2 separate regions of the Sus scrofa genome follow, and region 1 is linked to region 2. Evidence: chromatin contacts called from public HiChIP or PLAC-seq data. All regions are on one chromosome and are shown on one strand. Each heading gives the region's core, a stretch centred on a gene start, on an enhancer-like site or on the middle of the called end of the contact. The rest is flanking DNA. Distances are from core to core; before and after follow the strand shown.

The links. HiChIP or PLAC-seq counts read pairs in DNA pulled down with a chosen protein or histone mark.
Region 1: a contact with region 2 is called in an H3K27ac HiChIP or PLAC-seq map of alveolar macrophages. The contact joins the promoter of MILR1 here to the promoter of POLG2 in region 2. A contact is called at or near these places in 2 of 47 Hi-C or Micro-C datasets (embryonic fibroblasts and epiblast stem cells) and 1 of 2 datasets of contacts at active chromatin or transcription factors (alveolar macrophages).

The regions. Positions count from the first base shown.
Region 1 is chr12:14,634,630-14,639,324 of Sscrofa11.1, forward strand. It overlaps MILR1 (allergin-1), which reads right to left and starts at 3,317. Exons shown (of 9, transcript XM_021066766.1): 1 at 1,981-3,317. The coding sequence starts at 2,068.
Region 2 is chr12:14,579,205-14,583,493 of Sscrofa11.1, forward strand. POLG2 (DNA polymerase subunit gamma-2, mitochondrial) reads left to right here and starts at 2,871. Exons shown (of 9, transcript XM_021066763.1): 1 at 2,871-3,631; 2 at 3,634-3,891. The coding sequence starts at 3,340. DDX5 (probable ATP-dependent RNA helicase DDX5) reads left to right here. Exons shown (of 14, transcript XM_021066761.1): 14 at 1-1,536.

The DNA.
Region 1 (4,695 bases), core at 2,067-4,566, 56 kb after region 2:
AAAAATCAAGACAAATGACAGCCTAGAAAAAAAATATTTAAAGCATAAATGAAAGCATAGGATTTTTTTATGTACATAAACCAACAGCAAGTTAGTAAGAAGAAGACACACAATCAAATTAATGGGCAAAGAACATGAATAGGCAATTCCCAAAAGAAACAGTGCTGGGGCTAGGGGATGGCTTGGGTGGAAGAGGTATTTAGACCCTCAAAATGCCAACAACCTCTCTCGTAATTTTTGATCTGGACAATTAATGTTTTCTCAGTCCACGGAGTTCTGATTTTATGCACGGTCGGGGAGAGGGTGAGAAACTCACACCCATGTTCAAGGTCATTCTTAGTGACCATGCACCTGTTCGGCGTCTTGGGAGGGCATCTTAGCGGCATCTGTAAAAAGTCAAATAGACATGCCCTTGGACCCAGCAGTGTCACTTCTAGGATTTTATTCTGCAGAGATACTCTCACACACTCAGCGTGTCCACAAAATGTGTTTGTACAAGGATGTTTATGTAGTACTGTTTCTATTGAAAAGGAAAAAATGGGACAACCAATAAGGTGATGACGGTTCAATGAATTACGGCTGAGTTCTATTATGAAATGCCACGCAGCTGTTGAAAAAAAAGGAGCTCTCTCTGCATCTCCCTTTTAGAAAAAATGTCTGGGATTTATTATTAATTTTAAAAGGGACGGGTCACGGGCAGGACATAGTCTGTTTACTATGATATTGAAATGAAAAGGACTGTTAATGGTAGTTGCTTCTGAAAGGGGAGAGGGGTCCGAGGGGATGTCACAGAGCTTGCACATTTTATAGTATAGTAACAGCAACGACCTGGGCTCGCTTTTATGAATGGTTCCCCATACACCAGGCTCTGTGCTGAGGGGCATGGCTTGTCTCAGTCCTCACAACACCCCTCCCTGAGAGGTGCTTTTATTTTCCCCACTTCACAGAAGATAGAAATTAAGTTCGTGTACACCCGAAACTAACACAACTTTCTAAGTCAACTATACTCCAGTAAAAATTTCTTTTTTTTTGTCTTTTTAGGGCTGCACCCCGGCACATGGAGGTTCCCAGGCTAGGGGTCCAATCGGAGCTGTACCCGCCGGCCACAGCCACAGCCAACACCAGATCTGAGCCGCATCTGTGACCTACACCACAGCTCAGGGCAACGCCAGATCCTTAACCCACTGAGTGAGGCCGGGGATCGAACCCACAACCTCATGGTTCCTAGTCGGATTTGTTTCTGCTGCGCCACGACAGGAACTCCAAAATTTATTTTTGAAAAAAAGAAATTAAGCTTAAAGTGGTTTCCTTACGTGCCCAGGCTGCCAGCTGGAAAACGGTAGAACCAGGGTTAGGACCACAACAGGCTAACTCTATGAGATAATATGCCTCCCAGTATATATTGTTAGTGTTGATTGAATTATTTTACAATGATTGTTTTTTTATTTTCTAATTACGAAAACAGCATAGGAGTTCCTGTCGTGGCTCAGCAGAAACAAATCTGCCTAGCATCCAAGAGGACGCAGGTTTGATCCCTGGCCTTGCTAGGTGGGCTACAGACCCGGCGTTGCCCTGAGCTGTGGTGTAGGTCACAGACACGGCTGGGATCTGACATTTCTGTGCATAGGCCAGCAGCTATAGCTCCGATTGGACCCCCAGCCTGGGAACCTCCATGTGCCGCGGGAGCGGCCCAAAAAAGACGCAAAAAGAAAAAGGAAAAAAAGAAAACAGCAGAGAAGGAACCATTTCATTGTAAAAAGCAGTCTCAATATTTTGTCTCTGAGTCTCAGGAAAGATCCTTCAACTCCCTCCCTAAAATCACCTCGTTTTGAGCAGTAGGTAATGGAAAAGACTTACCTCTTTGGTTGTTCATCAAAAAGCATAGAAAAACCCATTCATGAATGGTCATGCTTAAAGCTGACCATCTCATTGCTTCGGTGAAGACAGCTTTAGTAGAAGAGTAAAGTAAGTGAAACTTACCATTTGTTTTTCTCATCCTCTCACAATCCAGTGCAGCCTTTTGAACTGGAAGAGAGAAAAGGAACATGAGAAGACTCTTTTTCCACATGGTGTTTCGATTTGGAGGTTCAAGCTTCAGAATGGTAAGGACGCCTTAAATGCGACAGAAGGCAAAATGCCCCCAAAGAATAGTTTGTTCAGATGGCTCCACATTCTCCTGAATGAAATCAAGAGGAGGACGAGGGAGGCTTGGTGGAACCCGGGTGGTAAATCACTTAGAGAACTTCCTCCTTTTTGACCAAGTTAGAGAAGTCAGAGTTGCATGAACAAAGCCTGACACAGAAGACTGGTTGGTGTGACCCTGAGAGTTCTTGTAAGCAGAGATATGGCAGGTTGCCTGTAGTTCAGGCTGGCTGGGAAGTTGGACAGTGGGAAAAGAAAAAGTGTTGTCTTTATGTAAACCCACCTGCTCATCTCTTTCTGGATTCAGCCTATGTCTAAAGGAATTAGCAGAAGTGCGGTTTAGTCTTGGGAAGCAATATTGACTCTACAGAGACACATGGAAACATGGCTGTGGCATAAGCCTGTGGCTACAGGTCTTATTTGACTCCTAGCCTGGGAACCTCCATAGGCCGTGGGTGCAGCCCTAAAAAGACCAAAAAGAAAGAAAGAAAGAAAGAAACGTGGCAGCAGAAATGCCTGATTGTGTTCATTGCTGGTTCCTAGGCCCTGCTCCAAGCTTACTGGGGGTGAAACCTGGGACTCTGAATTTTCACAAGGGCCCCAGTGGTCTCAGAGTCTCTAAATTACAACCCACAGTGACTTGTGATTCACCACTACCCAATCCAGAATTCTCCTGACTCTGCAAAGTGCATGCAGTAACAAAGCCACACACTTTGCTGTTGCCAGCCTGAAGTGGGAAGTGGTGAGAGGTTCCCAAGTGGCAGGAGGTGTAACTGAGCTGGGCCACTTGTGTTACTGATTCTTGTTGCCACCCAGGGTTGGTCCTGTAGGTCTCACACATTCCCATGGACAGGCGCCCTCTCTGTGGGGAAGACAGGGCCCTCCCTGCCCAGGTACAAGTTCCTCTAGGACATCATCCAACCTCCATAAGAACTCACTCCAGGTGCTTCTTGCTCGGGCTCCCCAGGTCCCTCCTGTGGTGGTCAGTCATTTCCGGTCCCACATCTGGCCACCCCTGGGGGTCTGAGCAGAGCCCGGGCCTGCTGCCGTCACCCCCATTTCCTCTTTGTCTGGCCTTCACTGTCTGGAAGCAATTCATCTTATTTAGCTTTCAGTTCATAAAAGGCTTTTATTTCCTTCTGACCTGAAAAGTCACTTCTGGGAGTTCCCGTTGTGGCTCAGTGGTTAACGAATCCATGAGGTTGCAGCTTTGATTCCTGGCCTCACTCAGTGGGTTAAGAATCCTGTGTTGCCGTGAGCTGTGGTGTATGTAGGTCGCAGACGCAGCTCGGTCTGGGCTTGCTGTGGTTCTGGCTTAGGCCGGCGGCTACAGCTCCGATTAGACCCCTAGCCTGGAAACCTCCATATGCCTCATTTGTGGCCCTAAAAAGGCAAAATAAATAAATAATAAATAAATAAATAAATAAAAGTCACTTCTCAAGCACCCAGCCTTCTAACAAAGACGGCACTCGATGCTTTGATACTGTGATATTGGTGGCGGTTTCTTTCACTAAAGAAGAGGGAGAGAAAGAACCCCACAGATTTACTCTCTGATAGGATGACCCACAATGCCAGAATTTCTGCTAAAGGGAATCAGAGGTTTCCTTCTTGACTTTTCCCTCCATTGTCCATCCATCCTGGCCTGAGCATGGGAGAGATCTGGGTTCTCCAGAAACGCTGACACGTCTGGGGCATTGCTGTGAGTAGAACTTTCAGCTGGGGCAGGAAGCTTGCAAACCGCAGCTTGGACACAAAGACAACAAAGGAAACCAGGGGAAGTGCTGCTTAGAGCTGCTGTAAACGTTGCTAGCATTGCCTTAGTGAGGCCCTGGGAAAAGGATCGTGATATGTCAGAGGCTACACAACAAATCAAATGGAAAAAGAAAAAGTTCATCCACGGACCAGGCACGTTCCTTGGGGCCCAGATCAAGACAGATGCACCTTGTCATGGTCCACAGCAATTTGCCATATTGATAAACTTGATAACACTAAATAGTCAAACAGTAAAGTTAGGCTTTCTGTTGTCTAAGAGCTTCACACTCCTTACAGAACCTCTATGAGGTGTGCAGAGGTATTATTAAAAATATTTTACAACCAGGAGAGAAATACACAACACACGGATCCAATATTTTATTTTTTTATTATTATTATTTTTTGTCTTTATGCCATTTCTGGGCCGCTCCCTCGGCATATGGAGGTTCCCAGGCTAGGGGTCTAACCAGAGCTATAGCTGCCAGCCTACCCAGAGCCACAGCAACACAGGATCCGAGCCGTGTCTGCAACCTACACCACAGCTCACAGCCACGCCGGATCCTTAGCCCACTGAGCAAGGGCAGGGATCTAACCCGCAACCTCATGGTTCCTAGTGGATTCGTTAATCACTGCGCCACAATGGGAACTCCACGGATCCAATATTTTAAAATATATTTCACCACTCCTGCTTTATCTCTAAATAAACTAAGCTATATTATAAAACTATTCAGGTGATATAAATTTTTGAGCAAATCACTGATAAAATTATTATCATAATTTCTAAAATTTTGTTGATGTTCA
Region 2 (4,289 bases), core at 1,621-4,120:
TACATTCCTGAAACAATTTTTAGGTTTTTTTTGTACTAGAAAATGCAGGCAGTGTTTTCACAAAAGTAAATGTACAGTGATTTGAAATACAATAAATGAAGGCAATGCATGGCCTTCCAATAAAAAATATTTGAAGACTGAAATAAGTGGAAATGGTACTTTATTTTACATATATAATGTCATGTAAAACTTGGCTTAGAAGGTGTGTTTTGTTTTTTTTTTTTTTAATCGTAAGAACTAAATTTACTGCTCCTTTCCATGATGTAGTTTTGGGGAGTGGGGAGATCAGAAGGCCTTTCTTACAGTTATCTATTCCTATAGCAAAAGATTAAAATTAGATTGATTTAGGTTAACAATTCTAGACTAAATTGTAAAGGCTTTGCCAGTACCCTCCAACATCAGGTGAGTCATTTAATAATGGTTTATTTGTTGGCAGAATGGTAAAATGAGGTACTGCAACATAGGAAATAATGTAACTATATAGCCCTACCCTCTGGCAGTTTAGTGTGAGAATGTGGATGATTTTGTTCATACTGCAAAATTTATAATTCAAAAATCTCCAAATACCTTTTTTTTTAAGAGACTATATATTTGTGCTGATAGCTATATTAGAAATAACAAATACTGAACAAAGCTGAAAGGCTATACCTTTTAGGGTGGTTGGCCAAAAAGTAAGTTTGAATTTGTTTGTTTTCAGTAGTCTTGGTGCTGACTGCTGTCAGGTAGTAATAGAGATGCTAGTCTTCACAGGTTTCCTGGGACTCCTAACTGAGTAGTGAATGTCCAGTAATTCAGGGAACTTTAGAGGACTTCAAACTGTAAGGTCTGTTCATGTTTAAATAAACATACACCAAAAAATCCTCAAGATTTAATTAATGGTTAACCTAGAGGAAGCCACATAACCAAAAAGCACAGTGACTGTAATCCAGGTCCTTTCGTGAGGGTCATCATGGGTTTATTGCTAGAAAGATTCAGCAGGTAGTTTTAGATTTAACTTTGGCTCACCAACCTTTCTAACACTTAATTTCAGTGATGGCTAGAAGTAGGCCTGAATGTCTTCCCAGAGAGTCTGGCACTTAGGTTTTTTTGCAAGGAGAGGAGAGGTCTTCCTTGAGATTTCATTTAAATCCTGATGATTAAAGTGAGACTTTAATTGGTGTTAATGCCTTATCTCTAAAGTGTAAAATGGGAATTTTCCTGGGGCAGGGTAAGGAGTGGCATTTTTAGGACTAATACATTGAAAACTGATTCAGCCTCTAGTAATTGAACAGTTTTCAATAGCATGATTAGTCAAATTCATTATGACTTTTAACTTATAAGAAGCTTTTGGGATAGGTTGGAGTATTTATTACATATTTTACTGTTTAATGTCTAACGTGGGCCTTTTAATTTGTAAACATTTACTGAAATGACTGTGGGACTGTGGAAAACATTTACCTATTTACCTTTGAAGTTTTAAAAGACAGTCCACTTTTTAGCATGTGTGTTGTGTCCAGCCTGTGGTTGTCTTAACCTAATAAATGTGATTTTTCTCCCTGTTCTCTCTTTTATTTATTTGCGTATAGGCCTCTTCCCTGGTGTGTTTTCCTGGGTGTGGAAAACACCTTGTTACCCAGCTCCACAGTTAATTACTATAATTGCTTTGGGGCAATATTGTTTCTAGTTTGTTTTTTTAATATGAAAAACTTCATACACATTCTTGTATGGAATGATTTCCTGAACCTGTCCTTCGCCTTGCTCATGATGAAGAATTTTGACTGTTGCGTGTTTACTCAATTGCTAAGCTGCTGTACGTAGTGGAATACAGTAGTCTCTTTCACCTGGGTTAACCTTTCAAGGTTAAGGAAAGCTGGAAATAGAAATTACGGGGTCTGGAATCAGCTATTTTCCTCTAGCTGACTTGTACCACATCTCCACTATTGGCAGTTTTCCTAAGGTCTGTAAAAATGAAAAGTCATCAAGCTGGCCAGGTACTCCTGCCACTCTGTTTTAAGAAGGTTTTTTATGAGTTTGTCTCATGTTTTGTTTTAGAAGAGTCTTGGTGGAACAACTTACCTGTACACAAGTGCTTTGTTCTAAGTGTTCGTCCATATTAACTAGGTTTAAAATATTGCTGGGCCTTTCCAACAGTTGTTTAACCTTCACAGGTGAGGTAGGTGCTGCGTAACAAGGGCTGCCCTTTGAACAATGTGTGAAGGTGGTGTGTGCCCCTTTCCCCATGCACACTCAAAGGAGAGAAGTATGGGGGAAGGCAGGATAGCCCCAGCCTTTTTGCCTAGAAACGCAAGGAAGGCCTAGAATTACAATAAAAGGCCAACATTTTGGGTTTTCCAGCTAATGCTAGCTGCATGCAGAGATTCCTGGACCAGGGATTGACTAGCTACAGCAGAGGTGATGGCCAAGTCCTTAACCACTGAGCAACGAGGGAACTGCAAGGACTATGACCACTTAATTTTTGTGAATACAAGGTTAATAAGGGGCATTTCCTTGGCTGGTGTTTTGTTTTTTTTGTTTTTGTTTTGGCTTTTTGCTTTTTCTGGGTCTGCTGCTGTGGCACATGGAGGTTCCCAGGCTAGGGGTCCAATTGGAACTGTAGCCACCAGCCTACACCACAGCCACAGCACTTCAGGATCCGAGTCTGCGACCTACATCCCAGCTCACAGCAACGCTGGATCCTTAACCCATTGAGAGACCAGGGATCGAACCCGCAACCTTATGGTTCATAGATTCGTTAACCACTGAGCCACATGGGAACTCCTTGGCTTTTTTTAAGGGCTGCAGCCGGGGCATATGGAAGTTCCCAGGCCAGGGATCAAATCAGAGCTGTAACTGCAGGCCGACACCACAGCTCACAGCTACGCGTGGATCCTTAACCCACTGAGCGAGGCCAGGAATGGAACCTGCCTCCTCATGGATCCTAGCTGGGTTTGTTAACTGCTGGCCACAAAGGGAACTCCAAAAAGGGGTATTCAAATGTGAATATGCAACATACAAAGTACTGATTGAACAAAAAGGAAAGTAAGGCTGACTCAATAGAGGCGACAGCAGGAGAATGAAAAGTAGATGGAAAGATCTTTATTGGTGTTGATGAGGACATATAAAAAGAGCAACAAATTAGGGCGAACTAGGCCTGACGGAAGTGAGAAGAACCGAGGGTCCCACATTTGCCTTTGCAAGCGGGAGAGGCCGGTAAGGGGGTTCCAGCCGGAAGAAACAGTGACGCACTTCCGTGGGTGGGGCTAGCCGTATGCACGCTCACTTCCGTCGCAACTGCGCAGTTCGCCTCCGGGAGCTTGATAGTTGTGTGTGGGTTTGGTCTAAGTTTAACTCCCGGGGACTATGCGCTCCGGTGCAGCCGGCAGGGCCTGCCAGAGAGTCTGCAGGTGCTTTTTTTCTGGGTTTGGGACTCGAGTAGATGGGGGGCAGCCGGAGTACTTGAGAGAAAACGGCTCCGGTTCCCTCGTAGGGCTTGCGGAGCCCCACGGTAGCGAGCGGAGAGAAGCTCCTGAGTCTAGTGATGAGGGGAGCGAGGTGCTGATAGAGATCTGTCAGAAAAGGCGTTTTCTCAGTGGCACCAAGCGGAAGCTTAGCCGAGATTCTCTTCTCAGCGGGTGCCACCCCGGCTTTGGCCCTTGGGCATAGAGTTGCGGAAGAACCTGGCGGCAGAATGGTGGTCTTCGGTGGTGGTGTTCAGGGAGCAGGTCTTCCCGGTAGACGCCCTCCACCATGAACCGGGGCCTTCGCTGCCTGGGGACAGTGCCTTCAGGTTAGTTTCTGCAGAAACGCTACGAGAAATCTTGCAAGACAAAGAGCTGAGTAAGGAACAGCTAGTAGCATTTCTTGAGAACTTATTAAAAACTTCTGGGAATCTACGAGAGAACCTTCTTCACGGTATGCTCCACGGTTTCATGCTTCAAAATAGATGTTGGGGTGGAAAAGCAATCTCACTCGATTAAAACGAATTGCACCTGGCTCTTTATGCACGTGGAAAGGAAGTTATCTGGTTCTCATCTTGAAATAGTTGGGTTTCAACTGCTGCCTGGAGAAAATTAGTTCATGGGATCGTTATTGTTCCTTGAAGAATCTGGCCCTAGGATCTAGTAAAGCTGTTTCATAGGGCAACCTAGAATTTTGGAGTTCACTTGAGCAGCCCTAGAATTAGGAGATTAAATCATGTGTATTAATCATAGGCTCATTGTTTCTAAAATGTTTATAAATACTTCCACAGTTTTGAATTTTACATACAATAGACTAATCAAGTGCTCATTTTTCTAGAGCAACAGGAAAAT